Regions from separate parts of the Mus musculus genome. Here regions 1 and 3 are each linked to region 2. Evidence: chromatin contacts called from public Micro-C and promoter capture Hi-C data. All regions are on one chromosome and are shown on one strand. Each heading gives the region's core, a stretch centred on a gene start, on an enhancer-like site or on the middle of the called end of the contact. The rest is flanking DNA. Distances are from core to core; before and after follow the strand shown.

Region 1 (4,824 bases), core at 943-3,442, 610 kb before region 2:
ACCAAGGGTGTTGACAAGGCAGACTCCACACATATCCAAGGCAAGGAGCCGGGTGTACACAGGACTGCCTCCTTGGTGGCACATGAAGAGGTGATACAGCACAGAGGCTGCAGGGGGCACCAGGCAAGCCACACAGTGTGTACCTCCTAGCCAGCCATCCTTGCCCAGCTGACTCCAGGGCATGGTCATTGGCACCAACACCAGGAAGCCCAGCAGGGCTAGCCCTAGAAGGGAGGGAGAGTTATATATCAGACACAATCAGCATAAAAGGAGAATCATATCCACAAAGGTACCAACTGGAGCCAGGAAAATAGCTTAGTCGGTAAAAGCTGTTAAGCCTGACAACCTTAACTTGATCCTGAACTCCACATGGTAGGAGAGAACCAATTCTCACAAATTGTCTTCTAACCTCCACATTCCTGGGCAGAAGTACACCTGCCCACCCACTCATACACTATGAGTATGTTTAAAAATAAAAAAACTAAAGTGGCCTGACTATGAAAAACAAACGAAAGTCAGAGCAAGGCAGAGTTCAGTGCTGCTGCCTGCCCACACAGAGCAGGTCTTGCGGGCTACAAACTTTCAGAAGGGTTACTGTCTGTCAGGATCACTGCAGATCTAGGAAGCAGAGACAATAAGCCCTACTTTGCAGGTGCAAAAACTAGCTTGGAGTAATCTGTCCCAGCTGAGCCCAGCGAGTAGGCAAAGGAGAGAGGATGATGAACCAGGGCAGACCAATTCCTGGCTAAAGCCACAGTTCCTCCCTGCCACACAGGAGGCCAGACCAGGTCTGTCTTGTCTGTCTGTCTGTCCGTCCTGCAGAAATCTGGAGAAGCATGACCTCAGCCTGAGTTCTGATTAGGACAGGAGGGACATACCAGCCTCAGGGTTACTTAACATTGTCAAATGTCCAGGCAGATGGAGGCTTTGGGTCTTTTTGTTTTCCATAAAGAAAGCCAGGAAAGGCCAGAATGAGGGGAAAGGACTGGAAGAAGCCTATCCTGTCTCCACTGGGGCGCTTTCAGCTCTGTTCTTTCCAGTGCTGGCCTTTCTTGGACATTCCTCCCTTCCCCACAACCAGTTGGCATTGCCTTAATAGAGGACAAATGCAGGCATCAGCCCCACTCTTGGTGGGGGTCTGACTAGACAATAGCGCTCTTCCTCTAGAGAAAAGCCCAAGTCTAAACCTAGCTGGCTCTAGTTCCCTCTCCCAGCTGGGGCGGCTCAAGGACAGGCCAGGGCTGTGTCAGCAGAGCTCTAGGGGCCCGCAAGAAGTGTGTTGGGGGGCGGGGTGGGGGAAAGCGGAGCCCCACGGTACTGCTATGGTCGTGGGGACTCAAGGCTATCGCGAGGAAGGGCTTGGGTCAGGCAGGGGCAGTCTTCTCTCCAATTCCTCCTAGCCAGTGAACGCCCATCTCCAGGATGAGCGCTGGAGGGGGAGGGTGCCCAAGGCGCAGGATTATCAAGGGGATACCAGGATTCTTACCCCTAGAGCTCAGCCGGATTAAGCTGGCTCTCACTCTGCTCCCCTGTCCTGCTTTGGGGCACTACTGGGAAAGCAGGAGCTGGCAACGAAGCTTGGGACAATGGCAGCTTTGTCACCGCGGCGCCTGACCCAACCAGAGCAGGGACAGTCCAGGACTTGAGCTTGGGGGGCTGCTGTGCTCACAGGCAAGGCGGCCGCGAGTGCAAGAAGCGTGAATCGGGGCGCGGCTCACCTACCGTGTGTGTAGATGTTGCCCAGCTCGTTGTGTAGGTAGAAAAGGCTGCGCAGACAGCCCGAGCCGCTGCTGGCCGGCCGGTAGCCGGTTAATACGAACTTATTGAACTGCAGGTGCGGCGGCGAGCTAGCCCAGTCCAGGAGACGAGGCCCGGTCAGGAATGCCATGGCCTCACGCACTGCGGCCGACCGGCGACCCTCTGCGCCTGGGCTTCCTTCTCAGTGGAGCTGCAGCGCTGGGAAGCTCATCCCGATTCACCTCCGGCTATCCGGTGGCCCTGCCCGGGTCAGCAAGGAGGTCCCGGCCCCCTTCCCTCACGCGCTGCGCACGCGCGAGTTCGACGCCCCCGCAAGGGAGAGAAAGCTGGCAACCCCAGGTCGGAGCTCAGTGCATTCAGCTCCACCGTAGCAGAGCGGCGGAGGGAGAGCTCCGGTTGGCCGCAACGGCAGCCAGGCGTCTCGCCGCAGCCCGGAGGACGGGCGCGGCCGGACGCCGGAGGGGACAGCAGGCTCCACCCCGGCTCCTCGCCCCCGCCACCCTGCCTGTGTTTCGCGCGCTGGATTCCTGACGTTCTTGTTGCAGGGACCAATGGGCTCTGCGGACGGAGATGCTCCGCCCCGAGACCGCCCATGCCTTCTCTTTTTAACATATGCGGTTCCAGCCTTCTTTGCGTGGAGTGGCTGTTGGCTTGCGACGCGAGTTTCTGTGTCGGGCTCCTCCACTGGAGTGGCCTAGCACCTTGGGTCTACCAACATTATCACACCCCAGCTTTCTTAATGACCTTCAGGTTGCCGCACCTTTGGGCACCTACCTCAAGCACATAACCCGGCTACCCAGCTCTAAACCCACAGTCAGACTCTGTCCAAGGTGCTGCTGGCTAAGCGCCCCACCACCACCCCCCACACCCCCCAGAAGAGTCCTGAGCAGCGCAGGCGCTTACCCACTTTGGAGGCATATTTCCATTGGCGGGGAACCCAAGCGTCTAAGATGTGTGGTGCACCTGGAACCCTTAGCGAGGCCCAGCCCTTCCGGCCAGGCTGCTTCGAGCTTGGGTTCCACCCAATTCACTCCCTTTTATCGCCCACAAAGCACACCCTTAGCCCTGCCCAGTACAGGCAAGGAACGGGCAAAGGCAGGAGACCAGGGAAGCAAGGTCGGTTCTCTTCTACTCTGGCAGGGACAAGGAAGGCGCTTCTTCCTCATAAAACTACCCAAGACCAACTTCCACATCCTCTCATAAGAAAGCTCACAGTGTGGACACCCAGCATCCCACCTGCAGCCCCCCTGCCCACACCCTTATCGACAGGTTCTTCCTCGCGCAAAGAACTTGCTAAAGCCTCTACCAAAATAGGCCTTTTATTTTAAGTCTATACTGAGTCTTTAGATCACTTTTGTTTTGTTTTTGTTTTTGTTTTGTTTTGTTTTTTGAGACAGGGTTTCTCTGTATAGCCTTGGCTGTCCTGGAACTCACTTTGTAGACCAGGCTGGCCAGAAATCCTCCTGCCTCTGCCTCCCGAGTGCTGGGACTAAAGGCATGCGCCACCACGCCCGGCTTTAGATCACTTTTGTTGGCCCCTAACCTTTCATCGAGGGCAGCAGTCCAGGACCATCCCCAAAAGAGGCGCAAAGAACCCTGAAACCAAACACCACCCATCACATCAAGGTCCATGAATTAGGGTGTTGGATTCCCTTTGTCCTTTGGCTTCAGTCATCTGGACCCCAAGGGTCAGGCCAAGTTCCCAAATAGCACTGGATGCTTCCTGTCCGATCTTCTGGTCTTCCCGAGATGATCAGAGACCGAGCTGCTTTTAAAGGGGCACAAGGTCGAGGTAGGGTGCTGCATAATATCTCGGGTGTCCATCTCGCTGGCAGAAGTGGTGATGGACTCACGTACGTCTGGGGTCAGAGAGCAGAGACGAGCGAGCGCAAGGAGCTCTGGCTGGAGGCACTCAGGGGACGGTAGCCCGCAGCAGGACCCTCAGCCTGAGAGTCCCCTGGGGGACAGGGCAGGGCCACCCCTCGGGGCCGGCGGTACCACACAGCCCAGCTTCTCCCGGGGCCCCGGGAAGGTCCCATGGCCAGAGACCCTTTTCCTGGAGCCAGCAGACAGCTCCTAGGGAGGGAGCAGACGTCAGCTGGACCCATACCCAGCCCTGCCTCTAACATCCTGCTCTGCCTGCAAACCAATTCTCCCACGGCCTCGCCCACTCAAGAACCCAGGGCCTTCCTAGCTTCGTCCCCCAGCCCAGGCTTCCCACCGGAGACCCCACACCCGAGGCACGAGGCATCAGGCGCCCAGTGCGGGCTCTGCCCTCAGGCCCTGCCCCAGCGCCCGCACCGTCGACGCAGCAAACGCAGTAGGGACAGGAGCAACAGCAGCAGCACAGAGAAGGCCGTCACGGTGGAGAAGACTCGGGCTGTGGGCACAGGGGTGTGATGAGGACAGGCCTCCGAAAAGCCACTCCTTGTTTAACTCCCACCTTGTAAATCAGCCTCACCACCTATCGAAGCCTGTGCAGCTCCGGGCTTGGGGCTGCAGCTCGCGTTAGCCCCATCGGGGTCCCCTGCGAGACTCTCAGTTGAATCCTCTGGAGATGCTCTGCCCTCCACTGTATCCTGCAGCCCTGCGGAGAGAGGTGTGAGGCGAGGTGGCCAGGAGTGCGGTTGTGTGGGCGGCGTCAGAAGGACTGGCCCCTGGCTCACCGCGGTAGGTGAGCGCGAAGCCTTGAGCATGGCCTCTTGCGTCGCTGCGGAAGGTGAGCAGCAGCGCAGCAGTGCGCAGGCGCAGCGGTCCCGGAGGCGGCGGATGGGCGCCGTCGAAGGCACGGAGTAGGTTGCCGGACGAGACGTCGCGTAGCTCCAGCCGGTCTCGAGAATCAGCCAACTCGAAGAGGCGGAAGGTGAGTTCTAGCACAGCGCCCAGTTGGCCCAATACCCAGCTGCAGTTCCGGTCTGGTCCATACTCATCCGGAAAATCCGGGGAGTAGATGACTCCTTGAGGAGCCGACCAGTTTCCCTGGCAGGAGCCCACAGACACTGCGGGCAGAGCAGGCGGTCAAGAAACAAGAGGCCAGCTTGGCTTTCTTTCCAGCGCAGGTGGAAA
Region 2 (4,252 bases), core at 831-3,330:
TAACTCACTGTCATAGTCAATGATGTACACACATTTCCGTGTGATTGTGTTTACATTAGTTTCAAATAACAATATATTCAGTTCTAACAATACATTGTTGAGGACTTTGAATTTGGTGTTAGATGGCTGTTTCAATACTTCCTTTACCAGTTTCATCTGTACTCCTCAATACACAATAAAATGAGACTTTGACACCAGACACCTACTTTGTGAGATTCTGAGGAACACGCATCACGAATACTCTCAACCTCGCCTTTGCCTAAGGGAATTCTAAGTCACCCAGCTCTGTTCCTAGATTTAGTTCTGCAGAACTAGGCTTAGGTTTGGAAAGGACTAAAGAATTTAAGTTGAAAATGGCAAGTACTGTTTTGAAAGAAAAGCGATTAAGTTTAACGTCCAGTTCCAGTCAGCCAGATTCATACACCTCCTATCATGAAATAGAGAATGGGAGAGACATTTTGGGTTGGAAGGATGATGGAGAGAAAGTCTTTGGGGACAAAGTCTTTTGGAGATGTTTACAGCACACCAATAATCCAAATCCCCACCTTGCTTTAATTGTCCCCCCATCTCCCCCAACACACACCGCTACATGCTTGTTACAACAGGCACATACTGCCATTTAAGTGCCAGGCATGATGATAATCCCTTAAGCATGCACTTTTCTCATTTCACTTTGGAAAAAAAGTGGTGGTTGTGGGGGAACCGCAACCTTTGAATACGCTATTACTACCATTTCAATTTTAGGAATGAGAAATTAAGATTCTGGAAAATACAATGACTTGAATACACTAGTGAAGGACTCAAGACCTGAAGCCAGGTCTTTGAGACTCCCTTTATTCGGCAAACTTGACTAGAGCATTTCTGGACAAGGTGTTCTAGGACCCCAGGGAACTGACCATGTACCAGGCAAGGGCTCTTTTCTTAGGGAGTCCATCTTCTGGTTAGCCATACAGGACCCTAGAGAGCGAGAGGTTATGACCACAGTGTAACTGGCATTGATTCGGAAGTCACGATCCCAGGGTTACCTTAAGGCTAGGCAGGTCTGGTCCGCAGCCCGGAATCCGGGGAGGGCTGCGCCTCACTCACCGCAGGCACCCTGTCCGTGGCCACGGGCACTGAAGGACCCGCTGGATCGCCCTCGACGACTGTTGGCCCCGCGACACGGCCACGCCCACGCTCAACCCCGCTTCTCCCGGGCCAGCCGCGCGGATGCCCAAGCTGCAGCAACCTGTGATTCCAATGCCATTCCCTCCTGCCTGGGCCGAGGGCACACAGATGTTCGCATCCTACTGTCTGAAGGAACCACAACCCCCTCCCACCTCCATGCCTGTCTACTGCCTGAAGAAATCCTAACGCCCCAATCTCCTGTCCGAGGAAACTCTACCGCCCAAGAGACCCCGACGCCCTGCCTTCTGCCTGAGGAGACCCAGATCCCTGAGAACCCCCTCCCACCCTGACTGTATTCTCCTAGTGGTGCTGCTGGGCTGGACCGTGACTTTCCCTTTCCTAGCTGTGGGCTGTCGCCTCTGAAAGGTTCCTAGACCTAACCTCACTAGGGCTTGGGTTCCTCCTGCTGAGAGCAGAAAGTAGCACTTTCTCTTGGTGACAAGAGTGAGATGGGGAGAGAGCCCTGAAGAGAAAGAGGAACTTGAATCCCGCTGCGAAAGTGAGATTCTTGATGTTACAGCCTCAACTGCTTTGAAACACATTTGTCCAGAGATGAGCTTCAGGCCAGCGACCCCGGGGCTCAGAGCCCCAAACTAACGCCTACTGTTTGCTGGACGCGAGCAAGGGCGTGCTGCACGATCAGTGGCGGATGCGGAGAAAACCCGCAGGGGCAACCCATCACGCACGCTCACCCCACCCTACAAGCGCTTGCCCACTGGAGGTGAGACCTGCGTGGAGTACTGCGCAGACGCACGATCCGGAATGTTGAACTGGGAGGGGTGCACGCGCTACGCAGAGCGCCCTCTGTCGGAGCTGGGCAACATGTGCCAGGCACTGCGCAGACGCTGAATCCAGAGCTTAGGCGAGGCTGAGCCGGCCGGGGGCAAACCCGGGGCACCTGCAGGGGCGGCCCAGTGCGCACGCGCGCTCCGACGCGCCCCCCCACCCCCTCCAGGAGCCGGAGCTTCCTGGTGCGTTCTTCCACCCGCGCCTGTCGCAGGCGCCTCCTCTCTGCCCCGCCGCCTCAGTTGTCAGCTTCGGCCGCAACCGCCCCAGCAAGGCTGGAGCAGGACCGGGAGTCTAAGGGAGGGAACCTGGCGAGAGAGCTGCGCAGACCGCCGCCACCCTGGCGCTGAGGGTCGGTGAGTGTCACTAGGACTTGTCACTCGCGCGCTAGCTCGGGGCTCTGAGATTTCCCGTCCTTGCCCGGGTCTCCACTCTGCCAGCGGGCAGCGCCCCAACCTGGGGCCTCCGAGCCCCTGCCTATCGCCGGGACCTGCGGGCTCGCGGACTGACCCTTCGTATTGCTGCAGGTGTAGCTGTCTTGGCGTCCTCATGCTGGGTGTGTCCCCGCTATAGCGGGGTCGCGGGGCTCGCAGGAACCCGCACAGACCGCTGGGTCGTTACGGGGTCTATTGTGCGGGCCTGGCAGGTGGACAGACAGCCGCCGCCCTCAGGCGCTTTGCGGGCTGCGACACAGCAGGCCGGCGGAATGCTCCAGGCTCAACCGGCCAGTGCTGGTCCTGGATGGAATTCCTCCCAGTTCTTCAAGCTTCAGCATCTTCGTTTTCATGAACTTTAACGTAGGGTTCAAGGGATGCTTTGATAGGGGTTGAAGTTGGCGAAGCCCTCAATGTGCAATACAGAACTCGGAAGGGGGAACCACAGCAACTACAGCAACTGTGCTCTGGTCAAGTGTCTCGGTGTTTGGTGTTGGTGCTCAGAATGACCGACCCCGAACTTCGACTAGTTCCTGGGGGTCAGGGCTCCAGCCTGGGGGTCAGGTCCCTGGTACTGCACGCTTGAGCTTTCCCTGTGTGTGGCCCATTTGGGCTTTGTCTTAAAAGGTATTTCTGTCTGTCCCTTTGCCTCCAGGCCTGAACGGTTCTTGTATCATAAATAGGGACTTGGTGTTTGTAACGTGAGGAGCACTCAGGAAATGCTCTCCCAATGAGTGACTGGGGCTTTGTAGTAACAATGTGGAGACCCAGGCAAGGCTTAAGGAACTGAATTCTGCCCCTGTCTCCTAAGCAGCCTTATTTCATCCAGAGAGTTTTGTTTGGTGTTGCCATTTGTAAGCTTGAAAAGACTGAAACCATTTTAGAAAGCTTGCCTCGTGGGAAGTAAGAGACAGGGTGGGGAGAGGAAAAGTTGATTTTTAAAAAAATGAGTGTCATGGGAATCCCCCTCACCCACATTGGTTTGAATTGAGCCCTTGCAAACAGATAATATCTTCCTCTAGGGCAGGCGGCATTCCACCATTCTGACAGAACAGCCTTTCAGAGCATGACCAGGTAGCTGGAGTTCTTCTTAACAAGCCACTAACTTTCCCTGTTACATTGACCAGGCTGTCACATAGAAACTATTTTGACTTGGTCTTAACTGGGAAGGCCTTAGTTTGGCCTTTATGGGCTTTATGGTTTCTCCTTCAGCCCTGCTTCTGGCAATTGGCAGGGGGTTCCTTTGATACACTGAGTCTGCCTAGAGCCACATTCTAGAACTCTCAGGTACGTTCATCAGTCTTCTAATGCGCAAGGCTCCAGGCATGATTCTGAGTCACTAGATGATCCCTGCCCGTAGAGATCTTCAAATGGCACTAATTTACTCACAAGAAAGTGGCTTCAATCAGAAGCAGGCCTGGCCAAATGGGTCAGTGAATTAAGGTGTCTAACAATCAAACCCGACAGGTTGAGTTAGATCCCAGTGACTCACGAGATAACAGAGGGCCAGCTCCAGCAAGTCGCCCTTGACCTCCACACAGACACCATGGTACATGCATGCCCCCCACCACAGCACAGAGAAATAAATACCGTGTTTGGTTTTTATTAAAGAATGGGCTAAGTGGTACAGGACACATCCAGAATAGATGCCACCCGTGTCTAAAGGAGTAGGAGAGCTGAACTGAGAATGCAAGATAGAGTTGTTCCAGAGAAATGTTCATGTGCCCAGCCAGAGCCTACAGTCTTCATGGGTAGGCCTCAGACTGAAGTTTCTATCTGAAAACACCTCTAGAAGGTTCTGCTCTGCAGTTAAGATGAAGAACTTCTCCTTATCAGAGGCAGCATTCACAGGGCCTGGCTCTGAA
Region 3 (4,272 bases), core at 808-3,307, 670 kb before region 2:
TCCAGCTCCAGTTTTCCTGCCTCAACCTGAGTCCAAGCTCCACCTCTCTCTCTGCTGCTGGCATTTCTCACTTTTAGCTACTGAGGCTGGGAGGATGGGACACTTGAGTTTCTGCGTCATTATTCATTCTGGGGATCTTCTGTGCAGTGTTCTAAGGCTGCCTGGCCTTTGTTTTTCTCAAAATATCCTGTCCCAGTCCCAAGAGTTCCTGCTGTGGCCGGAGGTAACTCACAGGACAGACGCACCCCTTCCTGGTCAGACTTCTCTCCAGCCCTGGAAGGGCAGGTGATAAGTTACCAAGGAATTTTCTACCCTGAGACTTCCAACCTTTGGCCCCTGAATCCCATCGCCAAGGTTACTGTGTACTCTCCCTACAAAAGGTCCCAGCTGTGCTGTAGACCCTCCTCCCCCACACCTTGCACACTTCCCTGCTCACACAATGCTTTACTAAATAAAACATGATTTTTTTTTCTTACAATGTGTCTGATGTCTCTTGGTGTTCAGTACAAGCCTCGCTAGAGTTAGAAGGCGTTAATGGTCTAAGCAAGCTGCTCACTGGTTGGAGACCTCTCCCCCCACAGTATACACACCCTCTTTTCACAGACCAGAGGAGGCTCAGTTACAATGTGCTTTTATTCACAGGTAGGGTAGGGGGCTGAGTAACTTGGATTCAGGTGGTGCTTGGGCTAGACTTGACCAGCTAAAGCCTCAGTATTAGGTCACAGTCCACATCTTACTTTGAAGGCAAGGAGGCTGAGGTCCAGGTTCCAGAGTAAGAAAGTCCAGGAGAGCAAACCACAGCAAAATCCTGGGAGGCAGCGATAAGCAGGGTACCCAGTAACTGGAGCTTTCTCAAGGTTGCAACCACTACAGAGGGTTAGCTCAAGCCAGACCAGCTGAGATCCCCTAAGAGCCAAGTCCTGGCCAATAAGTGAGCTTCGCAGGCGCATGGATTTGATGATATAAGGATGTAGCCCAATGCAGGGCATGAAGCCGCAGGTGGAAGCTTCTGGAAGAAGCCTCAGCCTCACACATAGTCCCTCTTATCCAGTCCCGAAGCACCTGAACGGGAAGGGATGGAGTAGCCCAGCCTGGGGCCGCGGGGACGCTCAAAGTGTGACGGGGGACACGTACAGCAGAGGAGCCCTCCCCCTAGCATGAGCAGGGCAGCGGCAGCCCAGCCCAGGTAGAGGGAAGCCCCCAGTTCTCTCTTGAGGGCTTCCGCAACCAGTGGGTTATAAAAATCCTGGATGATGGCATGGGCTGTCCAGCAGACAGGGATGAGCACCAAAATGCCCGAGAGGAGGAGGAGGACCCCTGCGGTGAGTACGATACGGGCCTTGGCACCTTCGTCCTCCACACACGTGGTGCACTGGGCGCCCGTGATAGCCACCAGCAGGCCCAGCAAAGCCAGCAGGAGGGCCACGACACAGAGGGCTCTGGCTGCCTGCAGGTCCTGGGGCAGCGCCAGCAGTGAGTCGTATACTTTGCACTGCATCTGGCCAGTGCTCTGGACCACACAGGACATCCACAGCCCCTCCCATACCACTTGGGCCACAACGATGCTGTTGCCGATGAAGGCGGTCACCTTCCACAGTGGCAGGGCACAGGACACCAAAGTTCCTAGCCAGCCTAGCACAGCCAGGGTCATGCCGAGGAGTTCAAGGCCAGTGGAAGCCATCTGCTCCTCGGGTCTTCTCAGCTCTTGGCCTGAATCACTCAATAGGGTTGGGAGCACTGTGTTGGAGTTCGGGTGCGTCTCACTGCTCAGGAGGGGGATCTGTTGATCTCAGACCAGGCCAGACCTCACAGCTGCGGGCCTCTCACACATCTGGTACTCACTGAATACGAAGAAGTCCTTAGGTCCCGCTCATCTGTATTGCTTGTGTCCTCCTGGAAGCCTTCACCCATTACAGCCCCTCCAGATCTGCCATGAACTAGGAACAACCGCGTTCCTCTCTGCTGGCTGCTCACGTACTTTCTTGGTTGAAGTCTTCTCTCAGCTGGTATACAGCTTGTCTCAAAACAGGGAACCGTGAGGTGCCACTTGGGACGTCTGAGGGCGCTGGCTGCAGGCGGGGTTTTAAGGCCTAGGCAGGGGAGGAGCCCAGCAAGAGACCTGGAGGCTGCTATTGGGTAGCATAAACCGGAGCAATGGTGAAAAGGGGATGGATGGGGGCCCTCGGGGTTAGTTAGGGTCTGGTGCCAAGACCAAATGGAAACTCAAGAACAAAGAAATTCCAGGAAGATGGGACAAACAGAAAAGAGGAGAGAGAAGTCTGTTAATTGCCTTGGAATGGACAGAGGAGCTCTCAGCCTGAGACTGCCCCCTCTTTGCCACCCCTCTAATTCACTCTGTCTTGGTGGGGTAAATACTGCCCCCCTTATCCATCATTATATCCCCTCCCCTTCCCCCATCCTTTCAGGACTCTGGAATCTGATCTGTCTCCAGTCTCAGCTCAATAACCCTGGCAGTTCCTAGGGAAGGGGCCCCGCCTACAGTTTCCCAGACAACAGGTGCCTGGCGCCCAGCTCAGGTGGCATTACCAGGGCAACAGCCTAGAAAACTATCCCCTCCACCCCTCACACATACACATGCACACGATTCTACCCCAGCTCAGGTGTTTCCACTCCGCCCCCACTGCCGAAACTAGGGGAATGAGCTGAGCGGCTGAAGGTCTCTAGTGGCCTGGTGATAAAGAGCCTTTTGTGGAGATGGGGAGGGGCAGAAAGAGGCCTGAAGCAAGAAGGGACAAGGGAGACCCTGAGCAAAAGTCACATGAATAGCCAGCCAAGACCAGATGTCACAGAGGTGGGCAAAGAAGCAAGGCCCAGAGGGTTAGAACGTCCCTGAGCCCTTACTTCCAGTCCACAGAAAACACTCATGAAAGTCTCCACCTCAGAGTACTACTGCCTGCCTGCAGCTCAAATTCTGATTCTAGAGTGGTCAGGGAGGGCCAGGCGTCTTAACCTATTTGGATCAGAGACTCGGTTGAGAAAACTTAAAGAGTTTGTATGGGATGCTTGGAACAGAGAACTTAACAAATGAGCTCTCAACCAATATATGCATATTTCAGTAAGTCATGAACAATTCCTTCCAGGGGCTTTTTTTTTGGGGGGGGGGGTGAGGGTCTCTTCATAGCACTGTCTAGCCTGGATCTCATTATATAGACCTGGTTGACCTTGAACTCAGAAATCTGCCTTCCTCTGCCTCCTGAGGGCTAAATTAAAGGTGTCTTGCCACCGTGCCCGGCTGCTTTTTTTTTTTTTTCTTCCCAAAACAAGGTTTCTCAAACTCAGAAATCCACCTGCCTCTGCCTCCCAAGTGTTAGGATTAAAGGCCACTGTCACGCCCAGCTAAAATATATTTTTAAAGACTTTATGTGAGTACACTGTCACCGTCTTCAGACGCAGCAGAAGAGGGAATTGGAACCCATTACAGATGGCTGAGTCACCATGCGGCTGCTGGGATTTGAACTCAGGACCTCTGGAAGAGCAGTCAGTGCTCTTAACTGCTGAGCCATCTCTCTAGACCCAAGGGCTATTATTTAAAAGACAAAAACTGCCATGCAGGCATGGTGACACATACATACCACTCAGGAGGCAGAGATGGGTGGGTATCTGTGAGCTCAAGGTTAGACTGATCTACATAGTGAGCTGCAGGATTCCAAGACAGCCAGGGCAATTACAGGGTCAACTACATAAATAAAAAGAGAAAGAAAAAAGAAAAAAAAAAGTAGCTGGGCTACTTTAACCTCATCTTTAACCCCAGCACTCGGGAGGCAGAGGCAGGGAGACTGCTGAGTTCAAGGTCAGCCAGGACTACATAGAAAAACCCTGTCTCAAAAAAAAAAATTAATATACTCCCAATGGCACTTATGCAAGCATCCACAGGCAAGTGCACATGTGTGTGTGTGTGTGTGTGTGTGTGTGTGCATGTATGTGTGTTGTACAAAAGTGTAGGGCTACACAGTGAAACTCTTATCTTTTTTAAAAAAAGGAAGAGGGTAGAGCTAGAGAAACAGCTCAGCAGTTAAGAGTGATTGCTGCCTGTATTAGTCAGGGTTCTCTAGAGTCACAGAACTTATGGATAGTCTCTAGATAATAAAGGAATTTATTGATGACTTACAGTCGGCAGCTCAATTCCCAACAATCGTTCAGTCACAGCTGTGAATGGAAGTCCAAGGATCTAGCAGTTACTCAGTCTCACGCAGCAAGCAGGCGAAGGAGCAGGAGCAAGAGCTAGACTCCCTTCTTCCAATGTCCTTATAT

Evidence for each region. Promoter capture Hi-C pulls out the DNA fragments that hold promoters and counts their contacts. A called contact is a pair of places that touch in the nucleus more often than the background predicts.
Region 1: a Micro-C map of embryonic stem cells shows a contact between it and region 2, with 4 times the contacts expected there. The contact joins the promoter of Paqr4 here to the promoter of Abca3 in region 2. A contact is called at or near these places in 3 of 39 promoter capture datasets (cranial neural crest, pre-B cells and stem cell-derived epiblast-like cells), 1 of 484 Hi-C or Micro-C datasets (embryonic stem cells) and 1 of 115 datasets of contacts at active chromatin or transcription factors (pancreatic cancer cells).
Region 3: a contact with region 2 is called in a promoter capture Hi-C map of pre-B cells, with 3 times the contacts expected there. The contact joins the promoter of Cldn9 here to the promoter of Abca3 in region 2. A contact is called at or near these places in 1 of 39 promoter capture datasets (pre-B cells) and 1 of 115 datasets of contacts at active chromatin or transcription factors (pancreatic cancer cells).

Annotation. Positions count from the first base shown.
Region 1 is chr17:23,738,138-23,742,961 of GRCm38.p6, forward strand. Paqr4 (progestin and adipoQ receptor family member IV) reads right to left here and starts at 2,193. Exons shown (of 3, transcript NM_023824.3): 1 at 1,723-2,193; 2 at 3-224. The coding sequence starts at 1,888. Kremen2 (kringle containing transmembrane protein 2) reads right to left here. Exons shown (of 10, transcript NM_028416.2): 7 at 4,425-4,757; 8 at 4,220-4,345; 9 at 4,060-4,138; 10 at 3,062-3,834. The coding sequence ends at 3,624.
Region 2 is chr17:24,349,943-24,354,194 of GRCm38.p6, forward strand. Abca3 (ATP-binding cassette, sub-family A (ABC1), member 3) reads left to right here and starts at 2,081. Exons shown (of 33, transcript NM_013855.3): 1 at 2,081-2,309. It overlaps Abca17 (ATP-binding cassette, sub-family A (ABC1), member 17), which reads right to left and starts at 1,117. Exons shown (of 31, transcript NM_001031621.3): 1 at 1,026-1,117.
Region 3 is chr17:23,681,969-23,686,240 of GRCm38.p6, forward strand. It overlaps Cldn9 (claudin 9), which reads right to left and starts at 2,058. Exons shown (of 1, transcript NM_020293.3): 1 at 616-2,058. The coding sequence starts at 1,681. The coding sequence ends at 1,028. It overlaps Cldn6 (claudin 6), which reads left to right. Exons shown (of 3, transcript NM_018777.4): 3 at 1-478.